Regions from separate parts of the Mus musculus genome. Here region 1 is linked to region 2. Evidence: chromatin contacts called from public Hi-C data. All regions are on one chromosome and are shown on one strand. Each heading gives the region's core, a stretch centred on a gene start, on an enhancer-like site or on the middle of the called end of the contact. The rest is flanking DNA. Distances are from core to core; before and after follow the strand shown. Region 1 overlaps Gm32728 (a long non-coding RNA gene). Region 2 has its middle 37 kb from the start of Gm32642.

The links. A called contact is a pair of places that touch in the nucleus more often than the background predicts.
Region 1: a contact with region 2 is called in a Hi-C map of embryonic fibroblasts, with 6 times the contacts expected there. The contact joins two enhancer-like sites. A contact is called at or near these places in 2 of 484 Hi-C or Micro-C datasets (embryonic fibroblasts and myocytes) and 3 of 115 datasets of contacts at active chromatin or transcription factors (the NIH/3T3 cell line, embryonic fibroblasts and fibro-adipogenic progenitors).

What each region holds. Positions count from the first base shown.
Region 1 is chr8:104,026,657-104,032,304 of GRCm38.p6, forward strand. All of the region lies in intron 1 of Gm32728 (a long non-coding RNA gene), which reads right to left. Among named protein-coding and RNA genes, the nearest start is that of Gm32728, 7.3 kb to the right of the region's middle. Within about 2 kb of position 1,460, at least 61 of the 459 cell types and tissues checked have an H3K27ac peak or open chromatin away from gene starts, as enhancers often do. A contact at or near this core is called in embryonic fibroblasts, where this site is marked.
Region 2 is chr8:103,532,095-103,537,826 of GRCm38.p6, forward strand. No RefSeq gene overlaps it. Among named protein-coding and RNA genes, the nearest start is that of Gm32642, 37 kb to the right of the region's middle. Within about 2 kb of position 3,152, at least 19 of the 459 cell types and tissues checked have an H3K27ac peak or open chromatin away from gene starts, as enhancers often do. A contact at or near this core is called in embryonic fibroblasts, where this site is marked.

The sequences.
Region 1 (5,648 bases), core at 210-2,709, 490 kb after region 2:
ACAGCCAGGGCTACACAGAGAAACCCTGTCTCAAAAAAAAAAAAAAAAATACAAATACAAATTTAGGAAGTAGCAATGAAATGACTTTATGGTTGGGGGTCAGCACAACATGAGAACCCCCATGTTGTATTAAAGGGTCAGCATTAGGAAAGTTGAGAATCATTGTTCTATGTGGAGTGGCTGTTTGTTGCTTATGACCTTGAATTCTCACGAATTCATGAGATTATTATTGTTGTTGTTGTTGTTGTTGTCGTCTCTTTTTAATGGGCAACTAGTATGTAGTATGCTGAGCCCTTTCTGCCCACCAGGCACTATACGGACTGTTTTCTGTGTGTGTGTGACCTTGACTCCTCATGAGCTCATGAAATGAGTGTCATTGCTGTGATTGTTGTCTTTCGCCTTTTAATGAGCAACTGGTGTACAGACCAATTAAGCAACCTGCCCGTGGTCAGTTGGCATGTGAAGGATCTGCTGTCCCCGGGGACACAGCGTCAACCACGCAGGGAGACAGAGAGCAGCCTCAGATGGCGATACTGAGCTGTCTGGAAGATATATTTTTAAAACGTATTTTTAGGACGAAGCAAGGTGTAGAAGAGTCTGTATAATGCGCTGTATTTTTAAAGGGAGACATATGGCCGTACGTGTTTGTAGCCTCACAGTATGTAGAAAGCTGTGCAGGAAGCCCGTGTACTAATTGTTGCCTGGGGGAAGTCTCTGGGAGGCCAGGGTTGGGGTGGGGGAGAGCCACGCTTTTACACTCTTTACATTTTTTATATCTGCCTTTAAAAAATATGGATGTGTGGGTCCCCTGTTCGGCATTTCTAAATTATTCTCATTGCTCTGTCAGCTTCTTGCAAACACTGTCATAACAGGTTCCTCGGGAGGGCCAGGAGGAAGCAGGTGACAAAGGAAGACCTACATCCCAAAGATGGGTAGCAGAGGGCACAGCCTGTGCTCTGTGGTCCAGTCTCCTTCCAGTCAGCCAAGGCTTTTAGGTCTTTCTTGTTATCCTGCCCTCGGGTAGGAGACTCCTTGGGAAGCACTAACCTTCTGTAGCTCACTACTGCCTCCCCCAGGCAGAGATGGACAATGGCTACCAGTCATCACTTGTCATTTCAGGTTTTTCTATGGGCCTTTGCCCTGTGCTCTTTAAAAGAACTCCACCTTTTAAAGAGCACAGGGCCCACCCCAGTTCCACATTCACCTGCCCACCCCAGGTCTCTGCAAGCTACCACTCAGCACTTGCGGCCAGGAGTGACTCCTCTCTCCTGCCCCTTCTCTTAGCTTCCCAACCATCTTCCCTCGGATCCAAGGACTCAAGCCCGCTGCACCTGCTGGGATTGGATGGCACTTCCTCGTCCACGTCGGAGGTTCCTCTTGGAGCAGCAATCTCTAGGGTCAGCCTCGCCCTGGGTGAAACGTTAAAATGCAAGCTCAAGACCCACCTCTCAGAGGCAGCTTGCCTCAGTGGTCCAGAGCCACCTAAAAGCGCACATATTTAAGCGTCCTCTATCCCCATTCTGGAGCAAGTGTCAGGTGGTCTCCAGAACAACCCAGTCTGGTTGGAACTTGGAAATCCCTAAATTCTGTTCCCTCCTAGGATGGGGCCGAGGCGGGGCTGGAAACAAAGCTGTTAGACGGAGGCTTCTAAGTTTTCACCCTGTGTAGGCAGCAGCAACTGTAGAATGGATCTGAGGGTGGGAAAATCATGCTTTAGAACAAAGGTCTCCTCTGGAGAAAAGACACCAGACTCGAACTAAGTCCTCAGTTGGCCAGCAGTAAAAGATAGGAAGGGGGAGGAGGTATAAGAGAAAGGTGGGAGAAGCAAAAGAGAAGTTGCTTTCTCTGTCAAGACAACTGAAGGGACCTAATTGAGTTAGGCACCAAGTTCCAGGACCCAGTGAGCCCAGGAAGAGAAACCAGGAGACCTGGAGCTTCTGAGTGGCCACAGGGCAGCAGGCAGTGCCACAGAGTCACTTTCCAGACTCGCAAACTGAGGCCAGAAGGTACCGAATCTCATTAGAGTTCCCAACTGTGACAGCATGCATTGGCGGACGGGTTGGAATGTGGACACAACACAGAGGCCAGTCGGAGCTGCTACTAGTCAGCGCTCCAAGAGGGGCGGCGGCAAGGCTAGGCTGGCAAGGCTAGGCTCACCAGGCTGGGGAGGCTGGAGAACGGCCGCGTGACCACAGCGCCCCCTGGCGGCGGCCGGAATCGTCGCGTAGAGACATGCGTAAGAGAACGGAGATCAAGGCAGCCTCAGATATTCACTCCAACTCTAGAGTCTGAAAAGGGTGATATCAAACCTTTTACTGTCGCTCGGGTCACACTCAGTACCATCCTTATGTGGTTGAGGTAACTGAAGGTAAAGAATTATCAAGTCCTACATAGGTAAAACTTAAACATCACAGTCCTGATCCAAAGAGAATAAACGAGAAAAACTAAACTCACTTTAAGAAGAGGCAGCACCAGTAGACCCTAGACCTCAGCTTGTGTGCAAGGGCAAAATCTTGAGACTCCAGCTCTTTGGAGCCTAGCATCGGGGATCAGGTCATGAAGCCAGAGATCTAGTGGGGCTTACCACAGTAAATTGACCAGGGTCAAGGGATGCCTTTTCAAGGCTAGTGGTATGGAGACCCAGGCAAAGCCTGTGACAGCCCCAAGACTTAAAAAGGACGAATATCTGGAGACTCTTAAGAGGAAGAAGGAAAAACAACAACTGTTTCTCACTGCTGCCACTACCCTGAGGAACAAAGCCAAATACTTGCTTCTTAAATCTAATTACTTGTGAATTTCTGTCCTTGACTATATGGGGACTCACCTACCTTTACATACTCAAAATTGAATAGGCATATATCCACACTCAAATGAGTTCTCCCCTTTGTGATGTGTGGCTAGATCTTGGTGCAAGGCATGCTGGGGATTTTGTTTCTGTGGAGCAGTGAAGACCGAAATACTATAAAAACTGGCAAAAAGTCATAGGCAGGGAGGGGGGGGGACACCTCTGAAAGTCTTCCTAGAATAGGCTGTTCCTCCTCCTAGCCCCAGGGTCTGGTCACTGAAGCTCTCCCTGCTTGAGCTGCTCTGTGCCCAGTCCTTCCAACCAATAATCAGACTCTTCGGTTTTCTCAAGGAAGCTTCCCTGAGTGCTGTGCAAAACTCTAAAGCAGGGGATCAAGGGATGGTTCAGTGGTGAAGAGCATTTGTTCTTATAGATGACCAGGTTCAGTTCCCAGCACCCACAGGGTGGCTAACCACCATCTGTATCTCTACTACTAGGGGATCTGACACTAGGCCTACATGTGGCACACATGCATGCATGAAGGTAAACCACCGGCACATTATATATGTATATGTACATATATACATGTATATATCTAGAAGAAGAAGAAGAAGAAGGAGGAGGAGAAGGAGAAGGATGAGGAGAAGGAGAAGGAGGAGGAGGAGGAGAAGGAGAAAGAGAAGGAGAAGGAGAAGAGGAAGAGGAAGAGGAAGAAGAAATGAGGAGAAGGAAGAGGAGGAGGAGGAAGAGGAGGAGGAGGAAGAAGAGAAGGAGGAAGAAGAGGAGGAGGGGGAAGAGGAGGAGGGGAAGAGGAGGAGGAGGAGGAAAAAAAGAAAAAAAGAAAGACCCAAGGCTGCCAGATCTAGGTAGCTTACGTGGGGTTCCCAACAGGCACAGGAGACACAAGACTGAGGGTGAAATCTCAGGAACAGGATTGATGGCCTAAGAGGTAATGACAGAAGGAAGAAAAATATCTTCAAAGTGTGTGTGTGGAAAGCACACAGAAAAGCACAAGTGCTTTGCAAAGCCACTCTAGGCAACAGAAGGAAGGCCTCAGGAACGGGGTCCCTTGAAGGACAAGAGGGGGAGCATTTCTCCACACACTCACAGGCTCCACCGGCAGCTCTGGGGGAGGGGTGGTGCCTGATGTGAACTCTTTTTCTATTTTCCATATTATGGATGTTTTAACATTTGGAGAGACGGCCCCTCTGAGAGCCAGCCCATTTGGATAGTTAAGTCGCTGCATCTTTGATATAAACCAACCAAACCACATCCCCTACTCCTTTCTCAGACCAAGCAATACCCCAGAGTCAGATACTCCAATTTTTCAAACTATTCAATATTTCGCTAATTTATTGCATCCACTTGCCCTCCCACTTCTTCAGGAACTCCCCACACTCCTGCCCTCTTCTCCCTTGCCTCTTTAGCCTCCAGATCAATCCTAATATTTCCAGAATCCCATCCACCCTGAGCCTAGGGATACATGACAGCGGATGTCTTCCTTTTAACAGTCAGTTCCATATTTGGATGTCTCTCACCATATCTTGTTAAAAAAAAAAATAAGTCCTGCATGATTATTAACAACTGGCTTGTGTGAACAAGCCTATGTGGACTAAGAGAGACCCACAATGAAGACAGGCCAAGAACAGAAAGACAGCAGGTTCCTGACATAGATGATATATAGGCAAGGTGAGCGGTGAGTCTGAGCTGTCAGAACTGGTCACCGGGTGACTGACATCAGAGGTGGTGAAGGAAGGCCTGGCATGAGAAAGGCACAGAGGTACCTCTACATCCCGTGTGCTTGTCCATCTTCCTCTCTCACCATTGATCCTTCAGTGCCTGCCATAACAACGGTTTCCTGGAGAGACGTGAATTGCCTCCATAGTTTGTGAATTAGTGAAAGGATGGGTGGATGAATGAATAGCGTAAGGTTGATCCCATGTTGGGCGCCATATAAGGAGCATGGCAGACAGAGAAGCAAACCACAAAGAGGTAAGAATGAAAACTGGGTTCAGACTGACCTTGTTGACCTAGCTCAAGACTTCCAGGAATCTGCTCCCAGGTGTTTTATTCCCATTGAATAATTGGCAACAGTATAATTGGGGGACAAACTTTTCTGGTATAATTACAATCCCCAATACACAAGGAAATGTAATTACATCAAAACTTGACTCAGGGAACATGTCATTTCTTCCAAGAAAATGGGTTCTAGAGATAGGCTGTCTACCTATACTGGGCTAAGAACCTATAGAAGGGTTTGGCCTGGTCTCCATCATACAGACATAATAGAAGTCATTTGGGCTATTAACCCAATAGCAAGGTCCTAGTTGTGGGAGCTTGGGGGAGCCTCTGGCTATAAAGGTAATGTAAGTAAGAGTCAGTCATTTAGCCTTTTTGGTACCTCTGGTCCCACTTGTGGGAACTTGGGGATGCCCTGGCTTTAAGGGTCATTTAGATTACTAGCCACCTCCAGTCCTGGTTGTAGGGGCTTGATATGGACCAACACAGATCACCAGGCTATTAAGCACTTCCAATTTCCACCTTTCTAGATGAAAGAATATGATTTTCATCTTTCCCATTAGAAAGACCGTCATGTGTGCTTAACATTCCTGGTTTCTCTGGAGATCTGTGGGCCCAAGGACCTTTGTGCTGTGCTCCAACCCCCTTCATTCAACCAAGGCTCCTTTCAAGCACTGGTACATGAACAGGTATGAACCAGTGTGGGGAGTCTAAAGATTGGAGACTCATACTGTACAGGACCCAGAAGCCTAAACTCAAACAGCAAAGAAGATCCATGAACCTCCCCGATGTTTCTGGAATGTTCTAGATTTGTCTTCTAGAACGGCCACTCAAGCAAATAGCC
Region 2 (5,732 bases), core at 1,902-4,401:
CTTAGCACAAGCCTGCCTGCCTCAGAGTACAGACTTAATCAAGTCAACTCTATTTTCTCCCGTCTCTCCTTTCAATTCTACTTCAGCTCCAGGAAAAACAAATATGCAGAGGGCCAGCCAGGGAAAATGACAGAAGCCCCAGCTGCTCTCATGGAGAAGACCTTTATGGAGCAGGTGTTGGATGGTTATGCATAGAGGAAGGCAGAGAAGCTATGTGGGAGGTGACCTGCAGTGCTGCAGTACACACTCTGTAAGACCACGTCCTGGCCTTCCTGTGGTCAGGGACACAGGCTGATTACAGCGGCCAATTGAGGATGCTGACATTACTTAGCAGGAAGACGTTGCAAGCCCGTGTTTAAGTAATGGTTCTTTAGAGTTTCTTCTTATACTTGCAAGGAACCTTTAGCATTGCGGTTCAAATCCTACACCTGGGCCCCAAATAGCCTTACTGCAGTGAGTTCTGGGAAGGCCTGGGAAGCTCTTGCCTGTGCTTTATGGTGCGATTCCAGACAGATGTGAGTCTTTTCTGTCCTCAGTCACTGCTAGCATTAGAAAGCAACACTGCTAGAGGTGTCACCTCAACTGTTGAGTCTACTATTAAGTCAGCTAATTATTTTCAAATGATAGTAAAGGCCCTACTTTATTTCCTGACCCATTCTTTATCTCACTCTTAATGTTTTTCAACATCATTTAAGTTAAGAGGTGGCAGACCTTGACTTAGATCAGTGGGATCTCTAGGGATAACGCCCCCCCCCACCCCCCGCCCCCTGTGCCTTGGTCTCAGCATATTGGGTTTTATTCCGGATATTTTGTTTTTCTACGGGACACCTCTCCAGGGAACACTTGGGAATCAAAAAAATTGTCCTGAAATGTAGACAGGAAAGTCCAAAGGGGTTTCCGTGATCTGCAGAATACTGGTGAGCAGGTGTAGGTACATGACAGGCAGGGCAGAGCACAGCCCCTATTTCCTCCTGAAGCTGTGCAGTGAAGGTCAGCCAAGCAGGGGACTTCTCAAAGGAGGGAGAGTGCTATCCCTTTGAAAGAGGCTCCCAAGATGACCAATGCTTCCAGTTCCATGAAGTTGGTCAGGTTGTAGAATGGTGGTGGGTAAGAAGATATTGCTTTCATTCTCCTGGAAGGGTGGAGGTGGAAGAACAGAGGAAACCAGACTTTACCGTGCTGGGTATGAGGCATCTGCTGGCATGCAAGTTGGGGATGAAGCATAAAGGTCTTCCAAAGGACCTCAGGATGGGTGTGTTTACAGTCAACCCCCAACACCGGGCATAACACAATGGCTAGATGCATGCATGTAGATTTGCAACTCATTGCTCCAGGTTCTCTTTTGCCTTTCCCCATATCAATAGCAGATCTCACATCTCTGTTTCATCACACTGATTTGAGAGGGAAACTACTGAACTTGCAGCGTGGTGGAGAGATGAAATGAGACAACATAATTTATCTTTTCCTTTCCCCCACAACTTCTTTGGGTCAAATGTTTCCATAAATTGTGGACAGCATCCTAGGGATACTCTACCTCCCTTGTTTCCCAATTAAAAAAATAAAATCTCTGGTTTTATTCATAGGGAACCTAAAGTTTGACTAACCAATGACAGTTACTAGTCTGCCTTAAAGGGAATAATGGCCAATGAGATGAAAGTTATTGAGGGAGACTTTCTGGAGGGCATCCTTCAAAGCTTAGCTTTTCCACCCAGGAACAAGGACTTGAGCTCAGACACAGCTGACATAAGCCTGGTGCCAGTGACTCTTGCTGACTGAACAACAGGAACAATAAAAATAGAGGCAATTAACACTCACAAACATTTGCAGGATGGCTGTCAACATACTCGAAGCCTTTAGTGATCTATTTAACCCTCAAAATAATCCAACAGCATTTTCCCCTGCCATTTACTAGTTAGCAACCCAAAGCCCAGGATGCATTAATACATGTAGACAGTAATGCATGAGCAGTTGAGTGAATGTATGAGTTAAAGGAATTTAAGGAATTCAAAAAGAATTGGGTGTATCAGGTGGTAAGTAAGTATATTACTTTCCTATTACTGCTCTAGTGACCACCGTCATGACAGCTTTAAGCATCATGCATTTGTCATCATACAGTTCTATAGGTTAGAAACCCAATCTGGATCTCACCAGCCTAAAATGAAGGTGAATTGCTGCTGTATCCTTCCTGGTAGCTCAAAAGGAGAACCTGTTTCTTTCCCTGTCTTGCTGAGAGACTACTCACTTTCCTTGGTTTAAGCTCCTTCCTCTGCCTTCAAAGCCAGGAACATTAAGCCGTCTTTCTCATGTAATGCCCTTCCGTTTCTGTTTCCTGTTCTTTTAAGGACCTTCTGATTATTTTTTTTTTTTTTAGCCCATTTGAACACCACCACTACCACCACCACCACCACCACCACTACCACCATCATCGAAATCATCATTTTGAAGTGTGCATATGCATGTGAGGGTGTGTGTGTGTGTGTGTGTGTGTGTGTGTGTGTGTGAATGTGAGTGTGAGTGTGTATGGGGGGTAGAGAGAACAACCTCAAGTGTCCGGCCTCCCTTTCTTCCTTGTCTGAAATAAACTCTGTTATTGTTCACTGTGTGCCTACCAGACTAGCCAGCCTCCAATCTCCTAGTGTCTCTATCTCCCATTTCCCCATGGAAACACACCAGGACCACAGACGCATGAGCATCTCATGAGGTACTGGGGATCTGAACTCTGGTTGTCCGGCTTTACCCACTGAGCCATCTCCTCAGCCCTGGCCTCCCCAGGTAACACAGAATGATCTTCCTCAAGGACTGTTGATCAATAGCCTTAGGTGCCCACCCACAACTGTAATTCCCCATTGCCACATGGGGGTCTCACAATCATGGATTCCAGGGACTCCAGTGAAGACATCCTTGGGGGCCAATCTGCTCACCAAAGTGTGTTTCTGCAAGAGCTTCCCTGCCATTCCTAGGGACTTTTTTTTTTTCAAGAGGGGCAGCTGTAGCCTGGCCCTAACTCCATGGCAGCATGTCAGAGCTATGATTCAGGATCATAGGAACACGAGCCCACTTGGCTCATCTTCCTGGCATGACCTAGTGGGTGCAGCTGTGGTCACACTGTGTCGTGCTGCCATCCTTCTGACTCACACTTGCAGTCAGCAGTTTGAGGGAAGAACAGAAATGACGCTGGCTAGTCACATCCAGTGATATGCCTTTAGGATTCTGGAGGATTCTTAAACATCTACCTAATGCCACTTGGCCAGGACGAGTCATTTCTGAAAAGTTTAGAAGAATCAGTGGCACACAAACTTCATGTTCAAGTTTTATATTTTGTGTCTGAACCAATTGCAAATTAAGCTACTGATGGACTGAGATGGAGGGTGACTAGCACCAGGTGGCCCACCCACTCTGTGACAAAGAAGGAGGTGGAAACTGGGATTATCTAACCAGCTGATGCCGAGCCAGCCTGATGGTTTACTGATGACCCCCATACCCCCATGGCAGGGCCATCTACAGTCCAGTGTTTCTCATGTTAGAACCTCTTTGTGCCCTTTCCTGCACCTTGAGCCCCTTCTCTCTGTTCAAACCCATGCTGCCTCTATGGACCAATCTCCCACCACTCCAGCAGAGTAGGCCCATACAAACTTCCTGTCTTCTCCATTGTCTGTCTCAGCACTTCCATGGTGATTGCTGGCTCTGTTATGTCCACAATGAGTCTCTCTCACTTGACTTAGGTAAACAAACAAACAAGCAAACACCTCTGACCACAGTTGTCCTCTACTTATTATTCACCCACTTCTCCCCCTGTTGATGCCGTAATGTCTTCCCCACAGTGGACAATCTCTAAAGCTTTGCTGCTGCTTTGGCTACTTTAAGTTGACCCTACCCCACAAGCAATCTCTTTCAACCATTTCCCAGTTGTGCAAGAACCCCCAAGGCAAATCAGTAACTTAGTATCCCTTGATATATTCGTGATTTTCTAAATTCATATTTTAGGTCCTACTTTGTCTCTGTTTAATTCTCTGATAAGGAAAGAAATGCCACCATCCGTGTCAATTAAAGTGCAGAAGACAGATTACTTGGTCCTTGAGCTACTCTTGGTGTATCCACCAGTTGAATTACTCTGGGTAATACCAAAAAATTCACATTTTTTGAAACTGAGAGGCTCTGTCCCCAGCAGGCTTTGTCCACTACCAACCCAAGGAGCAGATGGATGTTTTATGCCCAGCTGAGCATTGCTAAACACTAGTGTTTGAACAGAAGCATCCGCAGGTCACATCTCAGAGATAAACAGATAATTATGTTAGTCCCTTCTGACTTGAACCACTTTCTTGCCCAACACACTGGAAATAAACATTGCTCCTTTCTCGGGTCTTGCAGGGTAGATGGGGGTTTCCATGCCCAATGGAACTTTCTGGAAAACAAGTCTATGTCCCCATTTTGGGGATGAAAACACTGGGGACTGATAGGACAAATTTTCCAGAAGTGTTGAGGGGAGTGGCATCAGAAACTACGTCCCTGCAGTCTCAGGGAAGATAAATGAAGAGGGCAAGATGGCTATGTTGTAGAGAGAACTTTTCTGAGGATCTTTGTCTGTCTTTGCATGTACTTGATCTTGGAACACTTGCCTTAGAAGCTTCTGTGTATCAGGAACTTTCCTAGATAGATCCGCATTTCATTTGCTCTTCTCCACTGCCTCATTCATAACAAATTCCCCCTCCCCGCGTTTTTTTTTCAGCCAACAAATCTCATAGTTAAGGGACTGGAATTCCTTGCTTGAGGCTCTTTCATAAAAGTGGAAGGAAACCCAAATTGGAAAGCAATGGACTCACTCATTGCGATGTGCTCTTCAGCAAATATCTATTTCAGAATGACCTTGTGCCAGGCACTGTGCCCATTAAGAAGCTGGGCCACTGGGAAAAGTCAGCATCCCTGAAGAGCTGGCTTTAATGGAATGTCCCAGCCAGACAGGACATGCTGAGTCTCTGGGGCTGAGTCCAAGGAGGAATCTGTGCCCTGGAAAAATCGCTTTCATTTTGGCATTTCCCTGTTTCCTGGGGTGAAGGTAATTATGGGATCACTAAACATGGTTTTACAAGACCTTCTCTTTCTCCCAAGTCTGGGAAGGATGCCCTAGAACCACAGGCTTTCTCCCTGCCCATCTCCTTCAGACATTTTTCTCTTTTTCTTCTTCATTATTTCCTCAATCAGATATGGCTTTCCACTTCTTCTTGTCTATGACATTTCAGTTTCTCCTTTAAGATCACTTCATTACACCTCTCAGTGGGGCTTCTTCTGTTCCCAGGTCATAGTGTATATGTCTCCCTCCTCTGTACACCAGAAGCTGCTTTCTACTGTCTGCCAATGGACCCTCACAAAACCAGCAAAATGTAGAGTAGTTTGCTGGGGCTCAGGCCACTACTGGGAACATAAATTCAATAGTTGAATAATTGTGTGAAACAAAAGTATATTCTGCATGGAAGAGCTGGCCATGACTACGGTGGGGCTGTTTTCTGTCTGTCATTCTTGCTGCTGCTGCTGCTGCTGCTGCTTCTGCCTCCTCCTCCTCCTCCTCCTCCTCCTCCTCCTCCTCCTCCTCCTCCTCCTCCTCCTCCTCCTCCTCCTTCCTCCTCCCGCCTCCTCCTCCTCTCCTCCTTCTGGTCTGGAGTAGACCAAATACCTTTCTTTGTATTTTGTTTGTTTTAATAAAAAAAAACTTGTTTACCTTTATATAATCCCACTTT